2 separate regions of the Sus scrofa genome follow, and region 1 is linked to region 2. A link is a contact called in public HiChIP or PLAC-seq data. All regions are on one chromosome and are shown on one strand. Each heading gives the region's core, a stretch centred on a gene start, on an enhancer-like site or on the middle of the called end of the contact. The rest is flanking DNA. Distances are from core to core; before and after follow the strand shown.

Region 1 (5,857 bases), core at 377-2,876, 270 kb after region 2:
ACTGCAGGGGTCAGAGCTTGATCTCAACGAGAATGTCTGGTGACCTCTCTTCACCTCCAGCCCCAGGGCTGTCAAGGCCTTGCCCACTACACTAAACCTGCCCCAGGCAGTCTCGAGGCCCAAGTCTTCAAGCGTCTGGACTGCGGCTACGCCTGTGTGCGCCGCCCCAGCAGGCTGGGAGGTCCTGCTCCCTTCTCCGTACAGCTTCCTTTACTCGTCTGGAAAAAAACTCTCTTTTCCTTTTCGCCGCGGTACCCACAGTGTGCGGAAGTTCCGGGCCAGGGATCAAACCCGAGCCTCTGCAGCTGCTGCGGTCAGATTCTTAACCCACCGCGCCACACGGGGAACTCCCTGAAAAGTCTCCTAAAACCTGAGCACCTCCTTCCCCAGGGCAGCCCTGCTCCGCCCGCCCCTCTTCACCTTGGCAAACGGTCCCACCAGCCGAGGCTTCAGGCCTGGCAGCTCAGTGCTGCTGGACTCTGCACCAACCCCCGCCCCCAGGAAGTTCTGAAAAGTCTCGGGCAGCACCCGGCTCGGCCCTTCCGCGGCTCCGTCCTCACCCCCGCTTCGCCTCAGCTCAGCAGCTGCCCCTGCAGGGCGGCCTCGCCTCAGGCCTGCGGAGCTGCCAGGACCCCCTCCCACGGCACCCCGGTCCCCCCAAAAGGTCCCCCGACAGAGGCCTCCCCCGGCCCGGCTCCTCGCCCCTCTGCCACACGCCGGGGGAGCACGGCAGGAGGCAAGTCCTGTTCGGCCCCAGACCGCAGGCTGCCCGCCTGCGAGACGCTGCGTAAACCGGGGGGCGAACGCTCGAGGCCGGCGGGCGGCGGGGGCAGACGCGAGCTTCCCCCTCCGCCTGCAGCCCGCCCGCGACTTGCCGCGACTCCGGGCCGACCCCGAACGTTCCTGCGCTGACGTTCCGTCCGCCACGGCCACGGCCACGGCCTGGGCAGTTCTCGGGCCAGGCAGCGGGCGCAGGACCCCGCGGGGCCCCGGAGACGCTGCGCGTCGACGCCTTTGAAGGCCCCCCGCCCAGCCGCGTCGCCAAGGTCTGAGACGGGGTCGCCCCGGTGCCGCCCCGGGGACGTACAGGGCTCGGCGCCCGAGCCCGGCTTGCGATGCCACCCGCCACCAAGACACCTCACAGGCCCCCCGACCGCGGGCCCGCGCGAGCCGGGGGGGGCGACCCCCGGCGCCCCGGCGAGTCGGGGGCGGAGGCCCCGCCCGCGCTCACCCTCGGACCGGCCCGGCCCCCCGCGGCCCTCGGGCCCACCTGTCGGGTCTGCGGCCGCCCGCCGGCCTCGCGGGGCCCTCGGCGTCCTCCGGCTTCCGGCGCCTCCCGTCGGCCGTGCGCTTGCGTCCCAGGCTCCATCTCGCGGGGGGCGGCGGGCTGGCGACGAGAGGCCGCGTCAGGACGGAGCAGCCCGGGCCCCCCGCCCGCGCGCCCCGCCCGGGAGCCCCCAGCGCGCGGCCCGGCCTCACCTGGCGTCGCCGTCGCGGCGGCTCCCGCACCCGGAGGGGCTTCGCGGCCGGCAGGCCATGGCGACGCGGCGGGCGGGGGCGGGGGTCCTCGGGTCCTCGGGTCCGGCGGCGGCGACGCTGCCTTCTCCGCGCGGCGCCGACGGACTGCGCGCGCCCCGCCCCCAACCGCCTTTATCGGCCGCCGCCCCGCCCCCCGGGCTCCCGCGCGCGCCGAGCCGGGCGAGACCATCGCGCCTACGCCGGGGGGAGCCGCCCGGCCCCGCGCGCCCCGCAGGCCGTCCCGCCGGGGGCGGGAGAGGCGGGAGCGCAGCGCCGCACGCTGCCGTCCTGGAGGCGGAGGGGCGCCGCCCGGCCGACCGAAGCGGGGTTCCCTAAAAACGCTGTCCCCTCCGCCATGGAGGCGGCCGGGCCGCCGCCACCCTCGGACGCCGATTGGCCGCGCCCTCGCGGACTCGGGGAGGGGTATTGGCGGGAGATTCGGGCGCGGGCGCGCCGAGGCGAGGGGAGGGGCCGGCGAGAATCGCCGAAGAGCCCCGTCCCGACGGGGAGCGGCCCCTGATTGGTCGGCCCGGAGAGGGCGGCCTCCGCTGGGCCGGCCGGCCGCGACCGCAGGACCCGCGCTGGCGGGAACCGGGAACCCGGAACCCGGAAGGGCCGGCGCCGGGGCGGCGCGGGCCCGAGGTCTTCCGCGGGCGAGCGCTCTGTGGTAACTCGCTCGCCGCCCCGGGAGCCTGGCGCCGCGAGCCTCCGTCAGTCCTCGCCGCTCAGCACAGCTCACGTCCGCCGCCTCCGGCAGCGCTCCCCGCGGGCCCCCGCTCAGGCTCCGGGAGCGCTCCCCGCCCTAAGGGCTGATGCTGGGCGCAAGAGGAGGGAAGGAGGACCCCAGCGCAGCGAGAAATAAGAGACACTGGGGATGCAGAAAACTCGAGTGCACCTGCGGCGCTTTTCCCCTTCGGCCTGTCAGGTTCCCGGGCCAGGCATCGAACCAGAGCCGCGGTTGCTGCCTGTGCCAAGGCTGCGGCAAGGCCAGATCTCAACCCGCTGCGCCACAAGGGAACTTCCACCTCTCTTGCTTTTGTTTGTAACGGGTTGTACTGTACCATTTTCTACAAAAGTTCAGGGTCCGGCAAGAATATAAAGGAGGAGTTCCCTTCTTGGCTCAGCGGAAACACATCTGACGAGGATCCCTGCGGACGCAGGTTCGATTCCTGGCCTCACGCGTTGCTGTGAGCAGTGGCGGCGGCCGCAGACGCGACTTGGATCTGGCGCGGCTGCGGCTGCGGCGTAGGCCAGTGGCTGAGGCTGATTCGACCCCGAGCCTAGGACCCTCCCTATGCCGCGGGTGTAGCCCTAAAAAGAGGAGAGAGAACATAAGGGAGCAGGAGGCACACGCTGTTGAGGAACTCCCGGCCCAAGCCACTCTCTCGGCCACCCAGGCACCCCAGCGGACACAGCAGAGAGCACAGGCTGGAGGCCCCAACACCTCGGGCCGCTGGCATCCTCCCCAACATAGGGCCCCGCGTGTTGACCCCTCCCAATCCCCCAGACCCTTCAACAAGGGTGCCGGGGAAGTGGACTTTTTGAGACCCCAGCCCCCCAGCTAGGAATCAGAAGATCCCTAGAGTCTGCCTCCTTTTTCCTCTCATTCTGAACAAATACGCACATTAAAGCTGCCGCTTCTAAGACCGCCTCTCCCCAACTGCTACCAAAGCTTGGGTGTCAGGAAAAACAAAATACTCCCATTAGGAAAATACATACAAGTTCATACTAACATTTTATTAAATAGTATATCACTTCACTACAATAGATCTATCTTTATAAAACTAAGCAATGTTCTTTCGCAGAAAAAATGTCCCCAGACCTGGCTCTCCCTTACCAGGGTTTGAAACTCCAGGCTGAGGCAGGGCACGGCTCCTGGCTGCCCCTCTGATGGCCTTCATCTGTGCGTGGCCCCGAGGACCACAAAGCTGGGCCTTCTCACTCCCAATCCTTGAGTTTGGTGCGGCCGTGGGTGAGCTGGGCCAGCTGAGTCCATCTCCCCCGCTTAAAATGGCTAGGTTTAGGGGGCTTGGGGCCACTCCCACAGCTCCATCTGTCAGCTGCACCCTGGGCCTGGAACTTCCCTCACTGCTCCCCACCGGCACCACCAGGACCTGGGAAGATGGCTGTCACAGCCTCAACCGCGCAGCACGTCCCCTTCTGAAGGGGCAGATCCTGCGGGGCAGTGACCAGCCTGGTGCCTGTTTTCCAGATGGAGGATGTTGCCGGGGTGCTTGGCCTTCAATTCAGTGCCCTTGCAACCAGGCGTCTAAGACTGGGCCCTTTCCCTGGACTCATGGGCAGCAGAAGGCACGTGGTACAGACCCCTCTAAGGGGTGGGCAGCGCCCACAAACACATGGCTAAAAACAGCCAGCCCTGCACCCAGACCCTGACAGAAAGCCCAAGGTATCCCGGGGCAGGGAGCGGGCCCTGGCTGGCCACAATCCCCGGGAGACCCTGGGCGCTGTCTCCTCCCTGGAGCAGTGACTCGGGTCTCCCCCTCCACTTCCCCGCTCTGTGCCAGGTCCTCAGAGTGGAGGCAGGCTGGGGACAGGAGTGGGGCAGCCTTGGGCAAATCTGAGTCTGTCGGGTAGCTGATGAGGAGCAGTCAAAGGTCTTGTGCCCAGAAATTTAAGGCAAGTGGTTCAGGTGAGGGCCACCTGGGGCAGACCACGGGGTCTCCGGCACAGCGGCCCAGACGCCCTGGAGACAGACCCAGCACCATGTCCTGTGTCCAGCACCCACCCCTACTCGGAAGAACAGAGAGTGAGGGACGCAGAGGTGCTGAAAACCAACCCCACTGCAGCAGAAAACTTCAAAAAGCCCTGGCCCCCCTGGCAGCCTCAGGACAGAGGCGAGTCACCCTGCCAACCCGCGGACAGCCTGAATGGAGGCCCTAAGTCCTGCCTGCTCTTCAAGGGTCACCGGCAGGGCCAGCGGGCTTATCGGACGGCACACACGTCCAGGATGCAGAAGCGCGCCCGGCAGGTGGGGCAGGGCACTCGGCTGGCCAGCCAGGTGTCAGGGCGCTGTGGGTCCTGGCGGCTGGCGAACCACTTGCCCATGCAGGTGAGGCACCACATGGGGCGGCAGGAGCACTGCTGGCACGCGCCCTCGGCCGCCTCCTGGCAGGTCTTCACCAGCTTCACACTGGCCCGGGTCTGCATGCAGCCGATGCAAGCCTCCAGGTCCTGCGGGCAGGCCAAGGTGGTCAGAGGGAGCCCGCCCGACAGCCCGGTGGTGGCCCCCCCTCAGGAGACATGGCCCTGGGGGCCCAGCCGCCCCCACACCTGGCTGCTGGGGACTGAGTAGGCCGGGTTGGCCTCCACCAGGGAGGCGAAGGTCTCCAGGAACAGGTCGCCCAGGCTCTGGCGGATGACCACGTTGGCTGCGCTGCGGATGGGTGCCCGGAGCTTCTCGCACAGCTCACCGTACTCCGTGGAGTTCAGCCTGCACGAGGTGGGCGCTGCTGGGCTGTCCACCCCCCGCCAGGGCGGGGTGTGGCTCCCCTGCGGCCTGGCCAGGACCCCGGAGCTGGCAGCAGGGAGGCCGAGGCTGCGCCCACGTGACCAGGGCACCCACAACCACACAGAATGTGACGGCTTAGCACTGCCCAGCTGCCAGAGGAAGGCCAGCCAGCGAAGACGGCCATGGGGACAGAGCCCACAGAGCTGGCGCTGCCCACTGGCCCCACGGGACGGGGACAGGGCGGGCAGAAAGACTGCAGCAGAGGCAGAGGGGCTCATCCTCAGCCGGTCCAGGCCCAGGGTGTGTCCTGGGGGACGGCAGGCCAGACGCAGCCTGAACTAGATGGGAGAACCTCGGCTCAGGCCCGGGTGCCCCCCAACATCGCCGGCGTGCTCCCCCCAAGAAGCGGTAGAAGGCGGCTCAAAGGAGGGGATGAAGAAAGAGGAAGCGGGGAGTACCTGGGGGGCGGGCTAGGGACGGGCAGTGGGGGCCTGAGGGAGGGTCACTGGGGAGGGGCAGCCGGAGGCACCAGCCACCCTCACCACCCCTGGGGCAGCACCAAGACCAGACCCTGGGTGCTGGCCGAGCGTCTGGAGCCCAGCAACCCCGGCCTCCAGCCCGCCCCGGCCACAGGCAAGCCTACCGGATGTCGAAGGCCGGCACGGCAGGGCTGGCACTGGCCACGCGGATGGTTAGGAGCTGCACGGGCAGGTTCGAGTCTGGCGAGAGATCATGCTGCTGGGACTGCGTCACGGTCAGGTGCACGTCCTGCTGCTGGGCCACGTGCACGCGGTACGTGGTCACCTTCATCACCCACGTGTCCGTCACAATCACACGGGCGCCTGGCGCCCCGGTGGCAAACTTGTCAAT
Region 2 (5,536 bases), core at 1,435-3,934:
AAGATAAAGTCAGCTCTTGCAGTATGGTTGGATCATGTGTTTTTATCCATTCTGCCAGTCTTTTTGTTTTGATTAGGAAATTTAATCCATTTACATGTAATTACTGTTAGGGTGGGACTCACATCTGTCATTGTTATATTTGTTTTCATTTCATTTCTTTCCTTTTTTTTTTTTTTTTAAATGGCCACATCTTCAAATCCCCGCTGGGAACTGAATCTGAGCTGCAGCTGCAACCACACCGCAGCTGTGTCGTTGCCAGATCCTTTAACCCACTGTGCTCTGCCAGGGATTGAACCTCTGCAGCAACCTGAGCTGCTGCAGTCACATTGTTAACACATTGGGCCATCCCAGGAACTCCAAACCTACTCTTTAGAGTAGCATCCTCTGAAGATCCAAATGCTAACCCCTAATGTTTCTAAGTTAACTGGAGCAAACCACTAGAGGAGATCCTGACTCTTGATCGGTGATACCTTCAAGGAAAGATCCTGATCAAAAGCGGAAAATGTGGAATGAATTAAGGAACTGTCAGTTAGGGCTGCAGTCAGGACAAGTCTGTAGGGGGCGCGCTGACACCCAACGCACATGTCAGTCACCCCAAACAGGAAGGGGCCTCTGCCACGTCTTTCACAGGAGGACACCTCTACCTACCGTCCAAGAGGAAGGAGAAAACTTCCCTTCCCCCCATCCGGAAACTCGGCCAATCAGAGGCTGCAGCAGCCCAACCAATCGGCAGCTTCCGGTCTTTGCTCGTCCCCCCAACCCCCACCAGCTCCTCCAACAGACCCCGTCGGTTATCCCGGCCCCGCTCAAAGACCCACTTTCCCTGTAACAGCAAGTTCCCACGCCTCGTTCTCTGGATTTGCTTGTGGTCTGCTGTTGTTGGTGTGTTCCAAGTCACAGCTCCCCTTCTTTCAGATGAATTCGCTTTTGGTGGTGGCGCAACTGGCTGTTACCGTATCACAATTGGCCAAAATTGGGTTAGCATGAAGCTGAACGTGCTGATTGCCTTGACGCACTCAGCTTTCACTCGTGTGGATATGATCTCTAGGAGGAACTTGTTTTGTTTAGCACGGGAAGCTTCTCATCCTTGCGTGATTGTTAGCACTAGGATTTTGCTAGAACGCTGCAGGGCATGGGGGCAAGGGCTGGTGGAGGTGGGGGTCCTAGGGTTCCCACTGCGACAGTGGCTTTCCTGTGTAGCCTTAGGGTTGTTGCTGTTTTTTAATGCTAAACTTAATCATTTAAAAAAATACCATTTCAGAAATGAGTGTGAAGTGTGGCATAATTTGAAAATCTTGGAGTTCCCGTTGTGGAGCAGTGGTTAGAGAATCCGACTAGGAACCAAGAGGTTGCGGGTTTGATCCCTGGCCTCGCTCGTGGGTTAAAGACCTGGCGTTGCCCTGAGCTGTGGTGTAGGTTGCAGACGCAGCTCGGATCCTGCGTTGCTGTGGCTCTGGCGTAGGCTGGCGGCTATAGCTCCAATTAGACCCCCTAGTCTGGGAATCTCCATTTGCCGTGGGAGCGGTCCTAGAAAAGGCAAAAAGACAGAAAGAAAAAAATCTTCTCCTAACTAGTGAAACCTAATTTCCTTTCTATTTTAAAGAGGAATAAAAGGGAATAAGAATGTCAAGTGGCAGCAAAAAGCCTACAGAATGATTTATTACTGGGGTGTTTAGAGATGATGCAGTAGATGGTTTTCTGCAAAAGCTTTTTCCAAAAACGTTTCACTCCCTACTCAGACGTGCTTCATTCCCAAATGCATATTTAGATTAGGTTCTTGTAGTGCTGATCTGCTGCTTTTTTAAAAAAATAAAATTCGAGGAGTTCCCTTCGTGGCTCAGCGGTTAACGAACCTGACTAGGATCCATGAAGATGCAGGTTCCACCCCGCCTTGCTCAGTGGGTTAAGGATCCAGCGTTGCTGTGGCTGGGGTGTAGGCCGGGAGCTGTAGCTCCGATTCGACCCCTAGCCTGGGAACCTCCATATGCCGCGAGTGCGGCTCTAAAATAGAAAAATAAAATAAAATTTGACTGAAGATGTTAAAAAACAAAACAAAACAATGCGAAGTGGTTGAAAACTAGAATCGCCGTGGATACCAGGGCCGCGGGCCAGGTGCGGGGAGAGCACAGGCCCTTGTTCCACTAGGGAGACGCTTTCCTAATCCGATTAAGCGCTCCACCTCTCCCCTCCAACGGGACCTGCGGCTCCGCGCCAGGCTCCAGCCGGACCTCTGCGCAAGGCGGCCAATGGAGCAGTGCTGACAGGCACCCTCGCCTTGCAGACCTTCTGGCACGACTCCCATGCACGGTCACAGCCTTGAGAGGTCATGGCTAGGAGGGCTCACCGCCTCCGGGGGGGCCGCCCCACGCGAGCCCAGACACCTCCACAGCCGCGCTCCTCGCCGGACCCCGGACCCCCACTTCTGAGGGTGCTCGGTGCGTAGACGGCGCTGGGACGCCGAGTCAAAGGGCCGGGGGAGAGCCATCCGGCCGAGACCTTCCCGCCCCGCCTGGAGTTCAAGAAGGGAACCCGCCCCGCCGGGCTTCCCGCCGATTGGCTGAACGAGAGAAAGGCCGGCGGTGATTGGGTGGGGAGGACGCCTCTCGGCTTGCACGCCGCGGCCCCGCCTTCTCCCTCTGCCACTCGACAGGGGGCGGACGCGATTGGTGCAGACGCGTCGGCCCGCCCCACCCCGCCCCGCGACGTCGCTACCCGGCGTGCCGCGCGCTTGGCTTCCCCTCCGCCCGCTAATGTTTTGGCCGATTCAAGATGGCGGTGCAGGAGTCCGCGGCTCAGCTCTCTATGACCCTGAAGGTGCAGGAGTACCCGACCCTCAAGGTGGGGTTTGCGGCCGAGGGGCGCCCGCACCTGGCGGGGGCCGCGGGCCGTGTGTGTGGGGGGGCGGGGGGCGGTGAGCTCGAGGGGAGAAGGGGACAGGGCGCGGCCTGGGGCGCCGGGCGGGGGCCGTGGTCTGAGGGGCCGGGCTCCTTGGGTCCGGGGCCCGGGAGCCTGCGGCCGGCGGGTGTGGCGTGTGGCCGTCCGTGCCCCTGTCTGCCCGCAGGGGCTTTGTGACAGTGCGGGGGGCGCGTCTGCCTGGCGCCCCGCTTCGCCTTCCAGAATGCGACTGTGGCCCCTTCTCCCCATCACGACGGCGAACACATCGGTGACAATTCTGGCCTTAGGCTGCCTGGTGACTTTGGAGGCTGGGGTCTCAGGGGCGTGGGGTCGCAGGCGCCCATCCAGGGTGCCCAACGCGACTGGCCGTTGGTGTCCAGCCGTCCTCCCGGAAGCTTATGTCAGAAGGTGTTGATGTATAGCTTCCAGACACGAATTAGGGGACCTGTAAGGAGAGACTTCACGACCCAATGGGAGCCCGTATACGGGGCGTCACCAAACCTGAAATACAGCCCTTGCCACTCGGTTGCCATATACGTGACCTTGGATGGTCACTTAGGCGAGTCCCTGACACTGGGATGAAATTGGTGTTCGAGGGCGGAGGCCAGTACTGGCTCCTTCCCTGGTTAGCAGAGGAATTCATGGTCATTGAATCCCAAGAAGCACCTGGGAATGATTCCAGACAAGATCGAGGTTGTAGCGTTCTCAGGGGACCTGTGGCTGAGCAGGGTGACTCAGTTCCTTTCCGGGGAGGGGGTGGCAGGTAGCTTCTCTCCTCCCCTGGGACCTCGGCATGCCCGTCCACCTCAGTGGTAGCAGGTGGGTGGGTGGTGGTTTCATACTCAGCTCCGCAAGACCCTGTCGCCCAGACCAGGATTCTCTGCTGCCTCAGGCGCCCAACTAGACGTCCTTGAGTGTCACTTGAGTTCCAGAGTTCCTCAGTAGTCTTCGATTAAAGTCGCCATGTAGACTCAGAGATAAAGAAATATTACAGTGTCATTGCAGGCGAGCCTGTCGGGTTAGAGTTCTACTTCTTTTTGAGAATGATTTTTAAAGCAGGATTTTTTGCAAGATAGCTTCATTTTCCCTCACAAATGATTAGAGCCTGTGTGATAACTTCTCTGTTCTCTCGACATGCATGTCACTGTCACTGCTGAGTTAACATTTTTTTCAGGAGCAATTCTCAGTGGATCGTGAGGAAGTTTCACTAGGGAACCAGGGAGCCTTGATTTAGAAGCATTTGTTAAAGCGGAATTAATTAAGCACAGAAGAGCTGTCGGCTGCGGAGCTGCGCTGGTCACAGCCTTGAGCCGGGTCCAGAGGCAGGCGTGGTAGGAGGGGCGTGCCGGGCAGAGGCCGGAGGAGAAGGGGCCGAGGGCCAGGTTCTGGAAGGTGTGGGTCGTGCTTCTCTGGGGCACAGGCCGCTCTCCCACGTGGCTGGGAAGGAGCGTGAACTGAGTTCCTGGCGAGCGAGCGCTCCTCAGAAGGCTGGGAGGCTCAGGCTGGCTCCCCACAGCCTGCACGAGCACTTCCCCCTTGTCTCCTGGGGAAGGGCGAAAGCGGAGCACGCTGACCCTCTCCCCGCCGAGCACCCGCCCCTGTGGTGGCCGGACTGGCTCAGGCCTCTCCTCCTGCGGACTTGAGGCAACAGCGGGATGTTCGGCAGCACCCCTGGCCTCGCCCCGCCCTCAGGGTGCTGGGCAGGCCGCCAGGATGCTCCTGCACAGCCAGCTGCCCTGGTGGAGGGGGAGCCGGCGGAGGGGGTGGCCCCGCAGAACCTCTGGTCAGGACCCTGCCATAGGGGGCTTGTTTTTTCTGCAGTGCGCCTGGTGCTCTGGCCTGGCTGCGGGTCTGCCCTGGAGTGCTGTCTGGTTCGGGTTGTAGGCCTCGTGGGAGGGGAAGGGGAAAGTTGGGTGCCTAACCCACCATTGTGAACTGGAGGCCCTGTTTTTTTTTTTTTTTTTTTTGACTTTTTTGCCATTTCTAGGGCTGCTTCTGTGGCATATGGAAGTTCCCAGGCTAGGGGTCTAATCGGAGCTGTAGCCCCCGGCCTACACCAGAGCCACAGCAACACGGGATCCAAGCCACATCTGCGACCACAGCTCACGGCAACGCCGGATCCTTAACCCACTGAGCGAGGCCAGGGATCAAACCCGCAAACTCATGGTTCCTAGTCGGATTCGTTAACCACTGAGCCACGACAGGAACTCCTGGAGGCCCTGTTTTAATTGCATTTTTTAAAGTTTTTCTCGTTGTAGAAGCAGTTGTGTTTATCTCCAAATTATTTTGCTGATCTTCCCATTAGTATCTTGGAGTTTTTACTTCTGTCTTTTCCTTCAGGTAGCAGCAGGAAAATAATATTTTAGAGCCCCTTTTTATCAGCACCTAAGCGGGGAGCCGTCTGCTCGGCGGGGAAGCAGGGCCCAGCATTGCTCCCTGGGACCTGCTCTGGACACCTGGAGCCTCATCTCGGCACCCCAGCCGGGGGTCCCCCACACCCGTGCCCCCGCTCCTGGGGCGGGCGGGGGAGTGTGCGGCTGCCCTGTCTGGGTCAGGAGGTGGGGTCTCCTGGTGCCTGGAGTTCTCTAGAGGAATGTTGACATCTTCTGCTTTTATGTGGTGGCATCTTGTTGCCCACATC

Evidence for each region. HiChIP or PLAC-seq counts read pairs in DNA pulled down with a chosen protein or histone mark.
Region 1: a contact with region 2 is called in an H3K27ac HiChIP or PLAC-seq map of alveolar macrophages. The contact joins the promoter of SLBP here to the promoter of MAEA in region 2. A contact is called at or near these places in 1 of 5 promoter capture datasets (fetal liver) and 1 of 2 datasets of contacts at active chromatin or transcription factors (alveolar macrophages).

What each region holds. Positions count from the first base shown.
Region 1 is chr8:816,528-822,384 of Sscrofa11.1, forward strand. SLBP (stem-loop binding protein) reads right to left here and starts at 1,627. Exons shown (of 8, transcript NM_001244857.1): 1 at 1,480-1,627; 2 at 1,271-1,387. The coding sequence starts at 1,538. TMEM129 (E3 ubiquitin-protein ligase TM129) reads right to left here. Exons shown (of 4, transcript XM_003128802.4): 2 at 5,631-5,857; 3 at 4,810-4,969; 4 at 3,235-4,710. The coding sequence ends at 4,462.
Region 2 is chr8:540,597-546,132 of Sscrofa11.1, forward strand. It overlaps MAEA (macrophage erythroblast attacher), which reads left to right and starts at 2,685. Exons shown (of 8, transcript XR_002346523.1): 1 at 2,685-2,838.